Linked DNA regions of Nothobranchius furzeri: region 1 is linked to region 2. The links are chromatin contacts, called in public Micro-C maps. All regions are on one chromosome and are shown on one strand. The core of a region is the stretch at or near the end of the contact, and the rest is flanking DNA. Distances in the headings are between cores, read along the strand shown.

Region 1 (3,891 bases), core at 793-3,292, 49 kb after region 2:
GTTCTTCGTTCAGATTAGATGTTCGAGCCATGGCTGGTGTGTCCGTTTCTGAGTAATACATCTCCATGTCCTGAAGCCAAGGAGACACGTCCCTCTTATGTAAACATGGTTTTTAAGAACGGCAATTGTTAAAATGTAGATCAGTCCTACCCAGTTGATGAAGAGAGCCTGTGTGAACTTCACCACCTCTAGAGTGACCAGCAGGCTGATGGGGATCAGGTTGTTGTAGAGGATGATGAACGTTAGCAAGTTGTATGCAAAGTTAGTAGAGATGTCACCTGGTTTAAAAACATAAATCAGTATTTCCTCTGGTTCCTCATCTCCATGCTCATGAGGCGTGTGTTTGTTCTCTCACCTTCACGGGAAAGGTACCAACAGGCTTCGTCTGTGTGTTCTCTATTCCAGATCGCTGCCCCCACAGAGCTGACCAGCGCCATGACCAGCAGGATCCCAAACAGGACCAGGATCTGCATGTTGGTCACCCGCTCCACGTTGGAGCGCTTCAGCGGCGCCTTGGTGGAGTTCTGAAAGGTAAAGGCATAAAAATCCAGCAACAGTGCCATGATGTAAAAACATAAATAAATAAGCTAAGCAATCAAAACAGCGAATGTAAGGATTTCAATTAAAGCTTTTCAAAAATTGCTTGAATAAAAAAATCTATTTAAAAACGGCTTTTATTTTAATTTCATGCTACTTTTTCATATTTTGAAAATAATCATCTTCTTGAGCCAGTATGTGCTAAAATGACCCATTACATGGTTAATGAAAGGTCACTCAGAACCCACCGCCCTCTGTGGCCAGAATATCTCACTTGCAACTTCAGAGTGGCGGGTCGCTCCCTGTTAGTCTTAATAAAGTGGAGCTGACATGCCTGGCGCTGCAGTCAGCTTCCAGCACGTTTCCTGGATGTTTTAGATCATGAACACAGCTGATTTGTTAGACTTAGTGATGAATCACTCCTGAAGACACTAATGAAGACTGAAGAGACATTTAAGCTGTTAGATTAAAGTGTTAAAAAGACGAACGCACAGCGAGATAAGTTTCACTTTCAGTTTTACAACAGGGAAATAATAACGACACTAGGGGGTGCTAAAGGGAAGAAAAACTGCATAGTTTTTCTTTAAAATCGGAATTTTGCATATTCAGACAAGAGTTACCTGCATGAGTTTGGAGTCGTGGCCGGTGTAGACTACAATTCCCGCAACCCACTGTGTGTTCCTGAGCTGAGCCCCACGTAGCAGTACCTGGTCTGGACCCAGAGGAACTGGACTTTTGAGGAAAATAACAAAAATAGGTTAAAAAGTGTTAAAAATGGCTAAAAACTAATGAGCAATATTTTTTTTTAACCCTGGGAGTAAAGCTGCTACCAAAAACTGAAACTTTGTGTCTCACTTTTGGTTATCTAGCCGGAGAGTGCCGGTGAAGTCATACAGATGTCTGTTGGGGCCTTCACACTCCAAACGGCCTGACAGAGACATCAGATCCTCCAGGGTCTGAAGGCCGGCGGTGAGCGAGAGACCCTGGAAAAAAAAACAGAGGAAAGCAACTGAGCTGAAATTCCCAGTGGAGTTCCAGTTTAATCAGAGAAACATGTTGTACCTGTCGGATCTTCAGGTTGGTTTCTCCATCCAGGTTGGAGGTCTCAATATAGCACATGGCCTGTGGCTCGCTGCAAAGAGAACGAGCGATAAGATTCATCATCAAAAATATCAAGAGTTGGTTTGATTTGCGCAATTATCAAAACTTTACTTGATTTAAAGGATTTCATTATTGAACAATTTGCTTCTACTTGTCCAGAAATTATACAGAAAAGTTCAATCATATCAATAAGTTATTAGATATTAGTGTTGGCCACTTAAAGGTGATGCGAAGCTAATAATTGTTGTTATTATTATTAAACACATATTCATGCATTTGCACAATCATAAAACAGAGTCTGACCTGGAGGAAACTATAACCATGTCAGCTGGAAGGTGCTGGCCATTGGTCACCTTCACTATGTCTCCTACCGCCACCTGGTGGCCAGGAAGCAGCAGTGCAACAGCAGCAGGGAGGGAAACAGAAGGGGTGAGAGGGGGTGGGGTTAAGGTCAGGGGTCAAAGAGAGTTAGAGAGGTGAGGAGAAGACACAAAAAGCAGGTTAATCGGTGCCTAGAAGGAATTCAGCCATCAGATGGAAAAAGGAGTGGTGACGTCACGTGACAGAGAGAGCACAGCAGTGGAAAACCAACCAGCCAGAACGAGGCACAAATATTACACTGGGGGGGGGGAGACAAGAAATAATAACTGAAGAAGTGTTTATTTTACGAGATGTTCACACTTTACAATCAGAGGGGAAAAAAACACCCCAACTACAAATCTGTGGAAGAGCGTCATCAGAATGTCTGAAAAAAGCACATTCTGACTCTCAGACACCAGAAAAAAACTCCCGCTGTCATTAGAAAAAAGGGAAAAGCATGTGAACAAGTTCAAACAGGCAGCATGCTGCGTCGAGAGGGACCGAAACACTACTGCGGGTTTTTTTATTCCCTAAAAATGTCCACAAATAAAACAGGTAGAATATAATCGGTCCAATGGAAATCTAAATATTCAGAAAAATTCACGCTAACTTTATTCTGTACAAATGAAACAGAAGGAAAATCATGTTCATTTATATCAATAGCTAAAATATAAAAAAGTACATAATTTAAATCTTCCAAGCAAAGATTAGAGAGAAACCCGGTGGGAAATAAAACGTCTTCAAAAACAGACGTTGAGCTGGAACTGATTCCCTCACCTGTCCCGAGACAGATGAGCTCAAAGTCTGATGAACAAGCGTGTCACCAAAACAACAAGGACTTAAAATTTGACTTGATTCAACCTAATGGAGCGTGGCCGTACGCAGCTGGGCGCCGTTAATGAGCACATTCAAATAGAAACGTTCTCGTTCTGCAGCCATTCTTTAAAACTTTTACTCGTTTCAATTCCATAATTATACCGCACTTCCCGTTTCTGCACTCAGTTCCAACTAAAATACGACTGTGAAACAGAGACGAGGCACATGAGCGTTATGGGCTGAAAGTGATACCTGCTTCCAGATGATGGTGTGCCACGCTCCGCTCTGCAGCACTGAGAGACAAACACAACACAGCCGTCAGTCAGCCTACACATCAGGACTCATACACAATTCATGGCCTCTAAACTTTTGTCTTTTTGTCCGAGTGGCCCGAGCGATATTGACAGACAAACAACAGCCATTCATCCGGTCATGAAAGGAAAACAAAACCCAAGCAAATAGACGCAGGCGCAGCCCGGCAGAGAGTTAATGGACATTAACGGGCACTCTCGCCATACCTGTTGTCTTCTTCTTGTTTATGGTGTTGTCTGCTTTGTGTCTTTTCTGTAACAAAGTAGGAAAAAGATCCACATGATGCCCCTCTCCCTCTCTGTCCTTTTACAGAGTTAAAGAAAGCCGCTCACATAGTCTTCTATGATCTCTTTAATCCCGGCCACAGTGAGGATGAAGATGAGCGGGACCAGCGTGGTGTAGCGGCCGGTCGGTGACACGTCGGGGATTTGCTGATGAGAAAAAAAGAACACAGCACAAATAAAAACAGCTATTTGGAAATTAGAGAGATTCATATTGGACAGGATTTCTCTCAGCGTGTCTTTCAAATTCAAACCACACAAATGCACGAACAAATAAGGGAAAACACGAAAAAGCTGAATATTAATTACAATGATGATATCCATTGTCATAAACTCCAAAAACCCTCAGAACTATTCTTTTGCCTCTACATAGCATATGTAACTGTTGGGACTCAAAATGACACAGGAGCCTAACCTGGCAAGCTATCCTATACTCTGGCCACAACCCATTAGTCAGAGGACAGAATCTACAGTTGTCTTTCAA
Region 2 (4,023 bases), core at 228-2,727:
CCTGTGGCACTCTTATATGATAAATCTGCTTACCACAAAGGCATTTTTCTAGCTGTAAAAAGGCAAGAGACAAGAATTTATGGAAAACACTTTTAATTTGTTTATTTAATGGGTCGTTTTGTATTGTCGTCAATCACAGACTAAAAAGTAAATACGTAAAAATAAACGAATAAAATGAACAAACAAACAAATAAATAAATGTGATAATTATTTGATTTTTTTGCAATGGTGCACGTGTAGTAAAGCGCCACTAGATAGCGCTGCTTGTATTTATCAGACTAAAGGGCATTGAATTTCAGAGAACCAAAAACTTTTATTGCACCAAAAAAAACTGACATCTGCTAACAGCTAAAATCATTCAGATTACATTTGTAAACACTCTTGAGATAAAACGGTAATTTTAGATTTCGAAACTAACGGATCTGGAGCATGCTAAGGATGTCCAGAACTGTTTTACTAATAGACTTACTGGAATTTCAACATAATTACCCGTTGACTGCTGGAGATAGCCCCCCCCCCCCCCCCCCCCCCCAAAAAAAGCGTTTCAGAAGATGGATGGATGGATGGAATTTCAACATTTTTGCACATTTTTTTGTAATGTTTATTCGTAACTTGTTTTGCATTTCCAGCAAAATGTTTGCAGACTTTTGTCAATTTATTGAACTTAGAAATTATGCAAGTTTTTTATTGTACAGGATCATTTTAAATTGTTAAACTGGAACAATGCAACTGTTTTTATGTTTAAATGACTATTAATAAAGTGGAAAGGATTTCCAATCCAATTGGGAAATCATTCCCAAATGATTCCAGTAATATAATTTGTCAGAAAAAGGATAATAAATAACAGTTTTTGGTTGAGACCACACTAAAAGTATTTAATGTCCCAAAACAATCAATGAAATCATGATATTTCTGCACGTTTCATTTAACTGGGGAAATGCGGATCAATTAAAGTAATAATAATGTATAAAATGTTAACTTTTTTTATTCAAACATCCAGTTTTTCAATATTTTGTTTTATTCAGAAAGTTAAAAAAAAGTCCTCAGAAATTTAAAAATTCTGTATATTTGACCAAATAAATGCCAGAAAAAGTGTAGCTCCTCTTTTCTAGATTTTCAGACTTTGAATAGGAAGTTGAATCACATCCATAACGGGATCCCGTTAATCTGACTCAGTGAGGTGTGTTTCTGTCCCACACGCCCCTCTCATCCTGAAACCAACCTGGACAGACTGAGCGCTGCAGTCTCACCGGACAGGCAGCAGGGAGACACGTCTGGAAGCTGAACAATGCGGACCGGGTTGCCGAAAAGGTTGGAAAACTTATCTTTACGCACGGGACAGGCGCAGACAGCAGCTGTGTGTCCTGCACGGATCAGGCTTCACGCGCTGGTTTCTCTGCGGGTCATTTGAAGCACCGAGAGGAGGCATGAGCAGCCGCGCTGCGGTGCCGCGGGAATCCCGTTAGTGTTTGGATTCACCAGAGCTTTGGATAACAGCTGGAATATCGGTTACGCTCGCGCTTTACCCTTTTGGAAACTTCGCATCTGATTTACGCACAGGAATTCTCTAACAAATGACTACCTCTGAGAGATCTACTGCTTTCTCGCTTCATCCCCAAAAGCCCTTTTACCGAACCAGCCTAAAAAATCACCTCTAACCTTGCCGGATTCGGCGCGGGGAAATGCTCCAGCGCGCCGCGGCTACCTGGCCCAGAATGTGGGGAGCCACCGTGGTTCTGACTCTGCTCCTTATTGACGTGAAGGCCAGCGGGGAGTTTTGCCACGGCTGGCAGGACTCTCAGGGCGCCTGGAAGGAAGGATTCCAGTGTCCGGAGAAGATCGACGCGGAGGACGCGATCATCTGCTGCGGGAAATGCGAGCTGCGCTACTGCTGCGCCAGCGCGGACGCGCGGCTGGATCAGGGGAGCTGTGAGAACGACCGGCAGCCGCAGGAGACCGGGGCAGAGAGCACAGACAAGGACTCTCGAGCAGGTAGAGCCCCCATAACCTCCACTGATGATTTATTAAGTTATGAATGATTAAAAAACTTCCAAACACCGTGCGTAAAAAGCACCCAACTTAGAATCAAACGTAACCCTAAATGTTAAGTTTTTTCCATAAGCTTCAAGTTATGATGCTGTTTTCTGTCTTCTTTGGGATTGTGTCTCACTGTCAAAGGGTTCATCTGCTGCTCGCCTCCCCCCTTGGCAACGACAGCTGCTCAGGAGCCAGGAGGCTCCTAAAGTCCACTTAGCCCCACTCACAAATGGCAAATTGTGCCACGCCGCTGCTGCGCTTTATAAATAGCTGTGTTTGTTCTGTAACAGTGCAAAACGGAGAGAGCCATGCATGCTGGCCCCACGGGGATCAAATTTGGACTTGACCGGATCTTGTTGGGAGCACTCCTGGCGCTGACAGTCCAGCTCTTAAATGAGCAGCTCTGGTGTCTGTGGGCTCTATCAGAGTCACACAGATTACATAATTCTCAAAAACCTGCATTTTTCTGCTTGTGTCGTGGATCAGTTGACAACACATCCCTCCCCTCCTCCAGTTTGGCCCCTCAAACTTTCTCAATCTTCCATGAAGCATTTGAAGCATCATATGTTCTTTTAACAAAAAAAAAACAAAAAAAAAAAAAAAAAAACGAAGCAAATATTTGACATGACAATGGCTTGTTTCATGTTTTTTCTGCAGCCACAATGCAATAATCTGTCATTTGTTGCCATCACACCTTATCACCACAGGAAGGGATATATACATTCCACCCAGTGGCCTCCAGCCAACATTTACCCCAAGCTGCAGCTTTTCTCTCACCAACAGCAGAGGAAGTGTTTAAACGTGAAACCAACTTGTGCATTTTGTACATTTTTCATGCCCTTGCAGCCCATCCATCATTTCAGAACGATACACAGAAACGAGGCAGGAAGCTATTAATGTGCTCGACATGAGGGAGCATGTGGTATTTGGGAACAGGAGAATCCCCGTGGGACAGCCGATGGAGTCCAGCCACAAAGACTCAACCCAAAACAAGAGCTTAGAGAGGAGGGGGTGGCGCTGCTGCAGCAACAGGTGTGGAAGAGTGACAGGAAATAATAATAGGACTTCCACTGCCATGTGCACAAAAAAAGAGATCAGTTTTGTGCTCATTTTTTACCTAATGAGGAAATAAAGAACACATTTATTGATATAATAACAAGCATGTTTTGAATTTTACCCTTAGAATTAAACTGAACTGTTATTTAATGCAGAATAAGGTGCACAAATGAAATTAATCAAAGTTTTAAAAACATGTTTCCAAGGTAGACATGCTTACCTTCATGCTTTTATCCCCGTTTGTTCTTCTCCGGTCCATTAATCATCCCCCGACCTTCAAGACTAAAGCCATCCTTTAGTTACACAATAACCTGGGTTCAAACAGGCAGGCTCCTTTTGAAGTTGCTGCACCAGGAGCATTCAGCAGGACTGCCGAGCATGTTTGTTACCATTTATGAGCTAAATTTAAAACGTTAGTGCCATTTTAAACTTTTACTCATAAAAATGGTTCCAATAGTTGGTGCTTTTGGCAGATTGAATGACCTGAGTTTGGAGAAAAAGAGATTAATCAAATCAAATTGATATGCTAACAGCTAGTCAGAAACAATGCAGGGCAGGAATGTAAAAACGTAAAGAGGAGGTTTACCAAAAGACAGTTTTATTACTTGTTAGTCTGTCACTCTGCGTTTCACGGGGGAGGACCTCTACTTCCTGTCTTAGCCGCCAAAAGTAGGCGGCTGGAAAATGCTCGGATTAGAAAAGCCACTCAGATTTAGGTCACACTGAAAATTAGCATTCATTGACTCACCCATCTTGGCTCGCAACAGGGAAGGCTGTTTTTGATTTAGCATCCAGGAAAGAGCAGAGCGTGTCTCAGCTAGCAGAAGCGAACATTAGCATTAGCAACTCCAACACATGGCAGAACTCCTTCAGGCTTGTGTTATTTGTGGATACTAAACATCAAGGTTGCAGAGTGAGTGGAGGCAGTGG

What was found. Hi-C and Micro-C count contacts between places; a contact is called where the count stands out from the background.
Region 1: a contact with region 2 is called in a Micro-C map of tail fin, with 4 times the contacts expected there. The contact joins the enhancer-like site here to the promoter of LOC107382859 in region 2. A contact is called at or near these places in 2 of 2 Hi-C or Micro-C datasets (skeletal muscle and tail fin).

Annotation. Positions count from the first base shown.
Region 1 is chr7:50,980,694-50,984,584 of NfurGRZ-RIMD1, forward strand. atp8a2 (ATPase phospholipid transporting 8A2) reads right to left here. Exons shown (of 36, transcript XM_054751183.2): 4 at 3,459-3,557; 5 at 3,333-3,378; 6 at 3,067-3,107; 7 at 1,942-2,015; 8 at 1,600-1,669; 9 at 1,393-1,520; 10 at 1,158-1,269; 11 at 356-524; 12 at 151-278; 13 at 1-70. Among protein-coding and RNA genes, the nearest start is that of atp8a2, 22 kb to the right of the region's middle. Within about 2 kb of position 2,043, at least 2 of the 3 cell types and tissues checked have an H3K27ac peak or open chromatin away from gene starts, as enhancers often do. A contact at or near this core is called in tail fin, where this site is marked.
Region 2 is chr7:50,931,878-50,935,900 of NfurGRZ-RIMD1, forward strand. It overlaps LOC107382859 (protein shisa-2), which reads left to right and starts at 1,478. Exons shown (of 2, transcript XM_015955198.3): 1 at 1,478-1,992. The coding sequence starts at 1,683.